2 separate regions of the Canis lupus genome follow, and region 1 is linked to region 2. The links are chromatin contacts, called in public Hi-C maps. All regions are on one chromosome and are shown on one strand. The core of a region is the stretch at or near the end of the contact, and the rest is flanking DNA. Distances in the headings are between cores, read along the strand shown.

Region 1 (5,057 bases), core at 870-3,369, 250 kb before region 2:
CTCCCTCCCCCCGCCCACGTAGGCTCAGGAAGAAATTCTCTTTCCCTCTGGCCGCCCTGCTTGAGCTCAAAGGCTGCAGAGAGGCGGTTGCTGCTTTTCCCCCGATCCACCGCCGGATCTTAACTCCTGGGAAGGCTGCGGGGCCAAGCCCGGGGAGGCGCTCTCCGTCTGCCCCTCTCCAGGCCTGCAGGATCCGGTGGGGTCCTCGCCCCAAAGTTAATGGAACGAACCCAACGCCTGCCTGGTTTTGCCCAAACCCTTCCTGGGTCGCAACTGGCTGGAGAGACAACTGGAGAAGATGGGAAAAGGAGAGAAGACTATCTTATCCTAAAGAAGAAATTCTATCTCTCTCTCTCTCTCTCTCTCTCTCACACACACACACCCAAAAGCCTTGCCTCTGATTTCTCCTGCCTTCTGAGTCCATTTCAGGTTAGAGAGAGAGAGAGATCGCGCGGAGAGAGAAAGGAAGAAAGAGAGGGGGAGAGAGGAGAGAGACAGCTTTCAAACAAAAGACGAGGAGGCGCAGGCCGGGGTCTGGAGCTCTCCTTCGGGGGGCTGCTCGGTCCGTAGCCCCTCCAGCCACCACCCCCCCATCCGGGGTGTTCGGGCGTTAGGAGGCTTGGCCAGGCGGGCCTGAGCGCGCGCTCCACGCGGCCGGAGACCTGGAGACAATGCCCAAGCACCAGTTCCACCCCAGCGCGGCCGCAGCGGGCGCCGGGCCGGCGGGCCTGTGGCCGGGGCTGGGGGGCCGGAGAGGGGCGCCCGGGCCCCGCTCCGCCTCCCCGCCGCCCTACCCGCCTGGGTCGTCCCGGCGCTCTCCGTGCTCCCCGTCCCACTTAGCAAGCTGCTCTTGGGGGCCCGCGAGTTCAAAACACGCCTTCTCATTAATTAAAGCCGGGAAGCCCTCGCCACTTTCTTCCCAGGCCGAGGCACCGTCTCCAGGGGTCGCCCGGGCCGCTCTCGGGCCGCGTCAGCTTCCGCGCTGGGCCTTGGAGGCCGAGCGGCCATTTACTGCCCTCTGATTGCGCCGAGGACCAGGTTAGCTCATAAAGCCTTTCACACTCAACAATGGGGATTTTCTCAACAATTAACAAGAAACAACATAATAAAGCCATTTACAAAGACCTTGCTATTTACTATAAATTAGGCACTCTTTAAGAGACCAGTGCGTAATTTCACACACTTTACAACTGGGGCTGCATTTTAAACACCCGGGAAAACAAGCTTGTTGCACTTTCCTGTGACCTATCTGTGGTGCACCTCTGTTTCCCCTCTTCTTCTGGGAGCAGCTTTGTTTGCATCGCTGCACTCCAACCTCTCCAACCCAGGGTGGTTTTCCAGGTCACTGTCTCACGCTTCCCGTTTCCAGGTCATCATTCCACTTTCAGAGGCACTGAGAGGTTCCAAGGACAGGAACCACGGCCGCCAAAGAAAGCAAGCCTTGCCCCATCACATTTAACCCCCTCTTTGGGAGTTCTGCAGGGGCCTCCCCTGACTCCCCCCCGGCCGCAGGTCTTGGGCCACTTCCCAGAAGGCGTTCACAGCCATGCTGGCTGGCCCAGTGTGAAGCCTCATCTCTTTGCCACTTGCGTTCCACACATGCATTTTGGAGACCTTGGCCAGCCCCCCGCCCAAAGCAAAAAAAAAAAAAAAAAAAAAAAAAGGCTGGGCCCCATTTGCCTGGGACAGAGAGATATAAGGCCTGGGCGAGAAGGTGAGAAATGGCTAGGCGGTGTGTGCGTGTGCCGGGGTGGGAGCTGACCTCAGAGCACACAAAAGGAACGCCAAGTGAGAGGAGGCGGTCTGGTCCCCGGGGACCGGCCGCGCGCCCTGTCGCCCCTGCTCCGCGTGGGCCCGTCCTTGAGGCCACTGGGACCTGAGGCTGCGTAGACAGGAGCTGAGGGCCGGGCCGGGCCGGGCGCACAGGGGTCCGGGCCCTTCCGCCCCGGGAGCCAGTAGGTGACAAATTCAGAGGAGAGCAAGATCTGGGCGGAGAAAAAAAGTCACAAAGAAATTTGTTTGCCACCATGCAAAATGGCGGCATTTAAACATCTTTCTGGTGCTGGTGGCCCAGGCCACAGAGCTAGGAGCTGCCCCGGGTCAGCACAGCGGTCACACTGCGGCACCTGGGTGGAGAGCGAGGGGCAAAGGGACCCCGGGACCCCCACGTCCCCCGGGCCGGCCCTGCGCCAGCTCGGCCGTCCCCGCCTTCCTCCCAGCCCGCCAGGCCGAGCCCCGCGCCGGCAGCCCCCGGACACTGACCCCTGTTTACAAACACAGCCCGGGGGCGGGGAGGGGCGGCCGGATCCCGGGCTGGCGGGGTGGGGGCCGGCCGCTCGCGGCCGAGGACGCCACCAGCAGAGAGGAGCGAGGAGTTGGTGCGAGAGAGCGGGCCCGGCAGCTGGAAAGGACTGAACGCCTTGTTTTTGAAACTGTCAATTCTCTCAACCCCTATTGTGAGGGCTTCATGCAAAACATCTCAGGCCTTTTAAAGTAGGAGCTTGTGAGGCCGCCACAGTTTGAAAAGGAGCGAGAGAAGAGCGGGGGCCTAGGGCATGGGCAAAGAATGATAGCTGGGCCCCCTCCTCCTTTTTTTTTTTTTTTTTTTTTTTGCAAAAGAGGGCCTGCCAAACAGGTAAAATGCAGCCCTCCCCCAACCTCCTGGATCTTCCCTACGTCCCTACCCCCCAGGCTAGTTTGCAAAAATGCCCTTTGGCCTAGGGAGCAAACCAAAACCAAAGCTAGTGTTAAAAATAGTTCTTTCTTCCAGGGAAGGGAAAAGTCCCAGGGAAGACCTGGGTGACCGGGTGGACTCCCTAAGGTGGATGCCCTGTTCCTCCTTGTCAATTTCCTGAGGTTAGTTGATGAGGAACCTTTAATTCCCCCACCCCCACCCCACCCCCACCCCCGCCACTTTGGCTCTTGGAAACTCCCTTTTCACATCCTTTAGCAGCAGGAAGTTATTTTCAAGGTGAAGCAAAACTCACATTTTCTATCTTTTGTAGATACTAATGCTTTATTATTATTATTATTTTTAACGTGAGGACTTTGTTTTTGCTTTTTACCATGGAGGATTTTTGTTTCTGTTTTTTCTGAAAGGGAAAAAAATGCTTTTGAGGAATTAGTCTATATCTTTTCCTGCATTCAAACAAAACTATCATTCTCATATCAAGCAGAAACTTCCAATTCTTGTGACCGGAACTTTGAAAAATTTCTAGACCATTGAAAGTCACCCAAACACAGATAAGATAAAAATCCACACACCAGCCCATCTAGTTTGTGTTATTGCTGTTTAGTGGTGGCTCCTTGTTGTTGATTTTAAAATAAACAACCATTATTGAGATTACTGCACTGTAATCAAGTAAGCCAGTAGAAAAGAACACCCACTTTAAAAAGTAAATAGTTGAAAAAGAGCAAGCTGTATTTTCTAAGAAGGCAGATAACCTGACTATGGAAGACAGCGTACATACATCTTTTTAAAAAAATAATTAAATCTTCATTTCAGAGTCTTATCAGGAAACTATTTTTATAGGAGACCAAAAATAAGCTTGTTTACCCAAAAAAAAGTCAGAGAAGGAGCCCTTTCCTGCATTTTGTGAGTGTTGAGCTTTAGACACAGGACTAAGTGACCCTGGAACCATGTAGTGCCTTTAAGAAAAAAATGCCATCACCTGAAAACAGTTAAATGTAAAAATGCAATCTATCAATGGAGGTAACTTTGTTTTTCCCTCAATAAGGCTTAACTTTTTGAACAAATGGGACATTTATAGCATCTTAGAAAACCTAGATGTTGTCATTAATCATAAAACAACCAAAATGAAATAAACTGAACTGGGAATGATTCCCACAACAGAATGGGAAAACAGCTAAGGGACTACCAGAAATGGAAAGAATACCTTTTATTTGTAAGTTACTGAATACTATTTGGTACACTCTTCTAACAGAAGCCCCAACTCAGATTTTGCTGTGGTTGGCTGGCTTGTTGTAGTACTGTGGGGTGAAATTTGTGTTGACTATTTAATTTCTTTCCTTTTGATGGTATCACTCTGGAATGCCTCGGCCTCCATGCTGCTCATTCTCCAGCTCCTATAAACTGAAACTATTGATTCTCTGAGGGCTAGAGACCAAGTGTCAAAGCTGGAAGCCGATATTTTATGTCAGAAATTCCATAGGGTATATTTGTTTTAAATCGTGCTTATTCCATCTAGCAGTCTTCCCACACCCAAGATCTGTAGGCTTCAAATATATTCTCAATTTATAATATAGGAACAATGATTCCATAGCCAGCAAGAGAAGTGCTGGTCTAAATGAGGAGTGGTCATCATACTTTGAACTCTCTTGACTTAACAGTAATTAAAGAATAGAAATTACAGATTTCCCGTGTGTGCATGTCACCCTTTTTAACAGATTGATTTTTGCAGGACAAATCACTGCACCCAAATTCTGTATGACCTTCCAAAGAGGAAAGAACTCAGACTGAGAAGCCAATTGTTCAGCTTTCTGGGGGCTTTAACTGCAACTTGTACTGGTCTTTGGAATTATATACAAACAGGAATTCAAGGATAACATCCCTCAATTTTTGTTTTGACCATATCTAGCATCCCAATAAAAAAGGATCCAGTGAACCTACATCTGGCAACATTCAAGAAAGAAAGGAAGGGAGACAGTTCAAAGCATCTGTTTACTCCATCCAAATGTATTTGGATGCAGGTATTCTGAGCCTCTGTCCTTTACAGTAAGAGTAAAACCACAGAGCATATACAGCAATTAGAGCTGAGACCATCCAGATCTATCTGAAACATTTAGAGACAAAAGAAAAAATTTCAAATGGAGTAGGACTTAGATGGTTAAGGGAAGGGGAAAAAAAAAAAAAAAAGACTGAATTTCCATGAGAAATACTGACTAAATTCACACGGTAAACATCTCCTTGATGTTTTGTTTTGTATTCTGATTTATGGTCATTAGATGCAACTTCTTAGGTTTAAGATGGCAAAGATCTGAGCTACATAACTAATTGGACAGACTAAGGGAAGTATATCAAAAATTATTAGATTTAA
Region 2 (5,209 bases), core at 2,487-4,986:
GTTTGACTTCAATGTTTATTGACAGGTTAATTGTGCATTTAAAAAATGCTTGCTATAACCCCTTCCTGTATGATGGAAGGTATGAAGTTTCATATCTACCTCTAGATGATGTATTGCTGTGATACTTTCCAAAGGTGAAGTTTTTATAGGTTTTGTTCTCTCAAACTTAATTTCTGTTGTTTATTCTTTATTATTCTGCCTTTACCAACATTAGAGAGAGAGGAAAAAAAAAACCTAACAAAAACTATCATCTACTTTAAGTTTGCTATTCAAATAACTGAGAAGGCTTTAGCATTTCTTTTTCTCCACAGCTGACTCTTTTAGAAGGAACCAAGTGCCTAGGAATTTGGTAAAGTTACTTTACCAGAGATCTTTTAAAAATTCTCTATGGTCATAAGCAGATATTTGGAATATGGAAGATGAACTGTTACCAACAGGGGAAATTTCAAGCTGAAATGTCATTTTAATCTTGTTAATATTTTAATAAGGTCCGTGAATCTACTTAGGAAACACTAAATTGATTTGAGTTTGAATATTATCTTAGTATCTTTCTAGATATTTTAGCATAATAACTTATTCCAAATTTCCTTAGGGTTATTTGACTCAGGCACCTAAACATGGATTTTTTTTCAAAGTGGCTTAAATTTACCTCAGGAATTATTCAATTTATTCTTACTCATCTTGCCTTTGGATTTTTTTTTTTAAGATTTTATTTATTTATTCATGAGAGACACAGAGAGAGGCAGAGACACAGGCAGAGGGAAAAGCAGGCTCCATGCAGGGAGCCTGATGTGGGACTCGATCCTAGGTCTCCAGGATCACACTCCAGGCTGCCCTATACCCTATACTTCTCTTAGTGAGGCTTTTACTAAAGTATTAGGGTGAGTATCATATAACGTCTGGAGTGGAAGTAGTTCCTTTCAATTGTTAATCTTGGGAAGGAAACAAAGTCTAAGATCATATATTGGAAGTTAAAGCAGAAGTTAATTATGGCAATATGAACTTACAGGATTTATTAAATATTTTTATCTTGGTCTAATCTATTTACACATGTTGAATAGATTATATGATTTCAGTGGGACACTATGAAGTCAAGTAACCAGTTTGTTTTATAATCAATAGGAACTTTTGAGTCTACAGAATGTCTGACATTATGTGTATGCTCTCCTCAGGAAGTTGCCTTCTCGCCATTCTCCCTTACCCTTCTTCATTGCTCCTAAGTTGTAAATCTCTTCACTAAACTGATGGGAGTTGGGACGGCTGGGTGGTTCAGTGGTTGAGCGTCAGTCTTTGGCTCAGGGCATGATCCTGAATTCCTGGGATTCATATCGGGCTCCCTGCATGGGGCCCGCTTCTCCTTCTGCCTGTGTCTCTGCCTCTCTCTCTCTGTGTGTCTCTCATGGATAAATAAATAAATAAATCTTAAAAAAAAAAAAAAAAAAAAAAGCAGAACTGATGGGAGTTTCTTGGCCCTGAGGTGGAACAGAGTTATTGTGGGTTCCCAACATTCACCATTCTAAACATCATTTCAGAACCATTGGCTAAGCAGTGTTAGACATTTGTGGGTTCTTGAGTTTTAATGTAGAGTGATTGAGATGTTTTAATATACCATAGAATGCAGCTTGATAAAATTAGTAACTTTTAATCTCTTTCCCAAAATTTCTAGTTTCAGTAATTGCAATATTTTTAAAAAGCAAACTACCAGATAATTTTTACTCATTTAGGGAATTTGGGAAATTGGTCATTTAGAATAACAAAGAATGTATTCCCATTTTAGGTTTTTGTTATTAATTTTGCTTTTGCCTGTCACCTTTATAAAATATATACTTTCCTCTTGAAATTATGCTAAAGATGATTTATCTTCTTCTTGATGATAATGATTATGTAAATCAGTTATTATGCAGTACTGCTTTGCATTTTGATCTTTTTTAGCATGGTGGGCTAATGTATGATAGAGAAACTGAGATAATTTGAAGACTGCATCAAAAAATGTGAAACTAATAAGGAATAAATAGAAAGCCCTTGCAGAAAGTGCCCTTCCTGAAAAAGTGTACTTCTGAGGAGTAGGATCTTTTGATTTTTTTTTTTTTAAAAGATTTTATTAATTCTTGAGAGACACAGAGAGAAAGGCAGTGACACAGGCAGAGGGAGAAGCAGGCTCCCTGCACGGAGCCCGATGCCGGACTCGATCCCAAGACGCCGGGATCACACCCTGAGCCAAAGGCAATGCTCAACCACTGAGCCACCCAGGCTTCCCGGATCTTTTGATTCTTATTAAAAGATGAAGGCAACGCATAAAACTGTTAATTGGAATTAATAAAGTAGTCCCAACTGATATAATATTAGTTATGTTTCAACCATTATAGATGAGTTCATGGTAAAGGAGAGCAAGAAGGCTAAGATACAGACGCTAAGGCATTTAGATGTCCATGTTCTTTGAGCACCACCTCAGCAGCACTCTGTAATATATGCGCTCACTCTTGTTCATGTTCCTCTTTCTTCTTACACTGTTAGCTGTTGATTCCTGCTGCCAACGAATGTCTCAATAAATAACTTTTCTTCCTCTTTCTAATAAATTTTTCACTTCTAATCTTTTATATGCTTAGTGGTCTTTTTAGAATTATATCTAGAATAAGAGCAAATTGGTTCTGCAAAGGGGTATTTTTAAGTATGTGGTACCTGAGACGTTAACACATGGGACTGATGATGTCTGCTCTTTCTGTTTGTCTGTTTGGTGGTTTTTCTTATGCTAACTTATTTTATGAGAAGCCAAGATTTCCAAGTCGTTGACTTCTGGAGATATAAAAAAATCTTACTATGTTTCCATTTATGAATTATATATTTTAGTATGCCATACTAGTAAATACATGGTAAATGTCTAGTATGATCTTGAGGTTAAAATTAGGTAGCTTTTACTGAGGGCTAATTGATTGTTAAACAAGACTTTATAGTACAAACTTACTGGCTTTCAATACACATCTTTAATAAGAGGAAAAAATGAAACCGAAAATTGACCAATTAAACTTGAACATGAAAGAATGAGCTAGGAAGTACACACTTTGAAACAATGGAAAACAAGGACAGGATTCCACATCACAGTATTTCTGTGAATTGTAAAGTCCAATTTTCATGCCCAGTAAGTTGGCTAGAGGCCACATATAATGTCAGGGTCTGACCCTTTCCAGAAACACAGTTTATTTTCTGTAATATTTTGCTTGTTATAACTACTATGTTGTCTTGGTCTCTTGTGTGCCATTGTACTTGTTAGAATGCCTCCATCTTTTGTTTTGCTGTTATTTGGCTTCTTTATATTAGAAGTGCTTCAGTCCTTGGAAATTATTTTCCAGAATTCTGTTCGGAAATAATATAGAATGGTATCATTTTATAAAAGCTTAAGTTTGATTTCATTCATAAAAAAAGAATATGACATCTACTTTAAAATTTGTGGTTCTGTTAAATCTGAAAAGTATTTCAGGCTAGTAATAGCTGCCTTTGAGTAACAGTATTTTGTGTACAAGAGATTTGCTCCCCAAATGCCACATTTTAAGGTTGTAATATTCTTAGAAAGTGGGAGAAAGTATTCACATCAAAGAAGGCATTTTTATTACATTGGATTACGCAAGACTTTGGCCAGCCTCCTTAGCTTCATCTGTTTAAGGGTTCATTTTCGCTTGTTTGGCACAAGTCCCAGTACAGGCCTTCAGAATTGTGGTTAGCAACATGAATGAATTACAAACTTTGGACCAGCTCTCCAGTTAGTGGAGCTGGCTTCCTGCCAAAAAGACAGTGCCTTATATGGGGTCAGGGCAAAGCTGTGATTCGTTGAGCTCTGCATTGTATAGAAAACATACTTGTGATGCCTGTTTGCTTTCTTTTAAAATAAAAACAAAACAAAACAGAAAAAGCAGCAGGCTTCCAAGTCTATCAAAATAGGAAGTAACAGAATAGTGTGCAGGTTTTACTAATGACAGAGTTTAAGCAATGGAAATATCGCTCTGTATAGTTAAAATACTAAAAGTAGAAATTGGACCTTTTGACCTCCTTCGCCAGACTGTGATGTAAGAGACTGAAGCATTTGTTAGACATCTGTTGTCTACCTGCCCTTATTTTGTAAATGGTTTAATAAGATTAAATAATTAGTCATATGTTCACATGGTTACCATTCCATTGAGTTTTGTTAGTGAAGCAAAAATAACTTTGTGCCAGTCTTTTTTTTTTTTTTATTTGGAATTATGTAACTTTTCAAAAATTGAAATATTGTAATGGTAAAACAAGAAAGAATGAAATTTGGTCTTCAGAAAGTCAGGAATGTTTGCTTATATTTTTAGGTTTGAAAAAATAGTTACTAGGTCAATGAGGAGGAAGAATATGAAGGTATTTTCAAATATAATTCATTTATCTTTGTCATTCTTTTCATTTAGGCAAATACCCTCTCTGGATCTTCTCTTAGTCAGGCACCATCTCATATGTATGGCAGTAGATTAAATCCAAGTTCATCAATGGCAGCTCTTATAGTTCAGTCTGAAAACAATCAAACAGGTAAGTTTTCAAGAATTTTTAAATTCTCCCCCAATGTAAATCCACCCTCCTCCCGCCATTGGCTTATTTTATTTGAAAAATCTAAAGGTGTGGTTAATACAGGATTGTGCTGCACACACACACCTCCACCTTAACCAAAAGAGTCACAGTTGGAAGTAAATAGTGTGCTGTGCTGCAAAATAGTGATGTGCTTTTTTTACTGTCTGAAATGTAAATGTTTAAGCAGAGCCATCAGCAGGCAGGAATGCAACAATGTCTCCTGTGACTTTTGTGATTGATGTGTTCAGTTCTCAGTTCTGTGCAATGAAAGTAACATAACACTGGGCTTTTCTGTGAATAGCCTAAACCTTTATTTGCATAATTCATGAAATTGCATTACACAAACTTGGTTTAAAAAAAAATCCTGTTAGAGAATTTCTACAGTGTTTAGTAATCCTGTGAATTTTTACCAGTTGACATTTTGTAGCATTTGCCTCTTGTACTGTTTTAATGAGCCACTGGATTTGCTTTGTTTCATTCCATCCTTAAGGATTTGTTGACATGTCCAAGTAGTCATGCCTGTTTGGGGGAAGGGAATGGGTTTAGCAGTTCACCAAGAATGGATCAGTCATGTCTTTACCCTTTAAGGGTCAGAGGTTACCTGACTCAGAATAAGGGGAGGACAACCTTG

Evidence for each region. A called contact is a pair of places that touch in the nucleus more often than the background predicts.
Region 1: a contact with region 2 is called in a Hi-C map of skin fibroblasts, with 2.5 times the contacts expected there. The contact joins two enhancer-like sites. A contact is called at or near these places in 2 of 9 Hi-C or Micro-C datasets (amygdala and skin fibroblasts).

Annotation. Positions count from the first base shown.
Region 1 is chr2:9,442,078-9,447,134 of UU_Cfam_GSD_1.0, reverse strand. No RefSeq gene overlaps it. Among named protein-coding and RNA genes, the nearest start is that of SKIDA1, 7.5 kb to the right of the region's middle. Within about 2 kb of position 2,119, at least 5 of the 20 cell types and tissues checked have an H3K27ac peak or open chromatin away from gene starts, as enhancers often do.
Region 2 is chr2:9,189,793-9,195,001 of UU_Cfam_GSD_1.0, reverse strand. MLLT10 (protein AF-10) reads left to right here. Exons shown (of 25, transcript XR_005355186.1): 16 at 4,422-4,539. Among named protein-coding and RNA genes, the nearest start is that of MLLT10, 230 kb to the left of the region's middle. Within about 2 kb of position 3,736, at least 4 of the 20 cell types and tissues checked have an H3K27ac peak or open chromatin away from gene starts, as enhancers often do.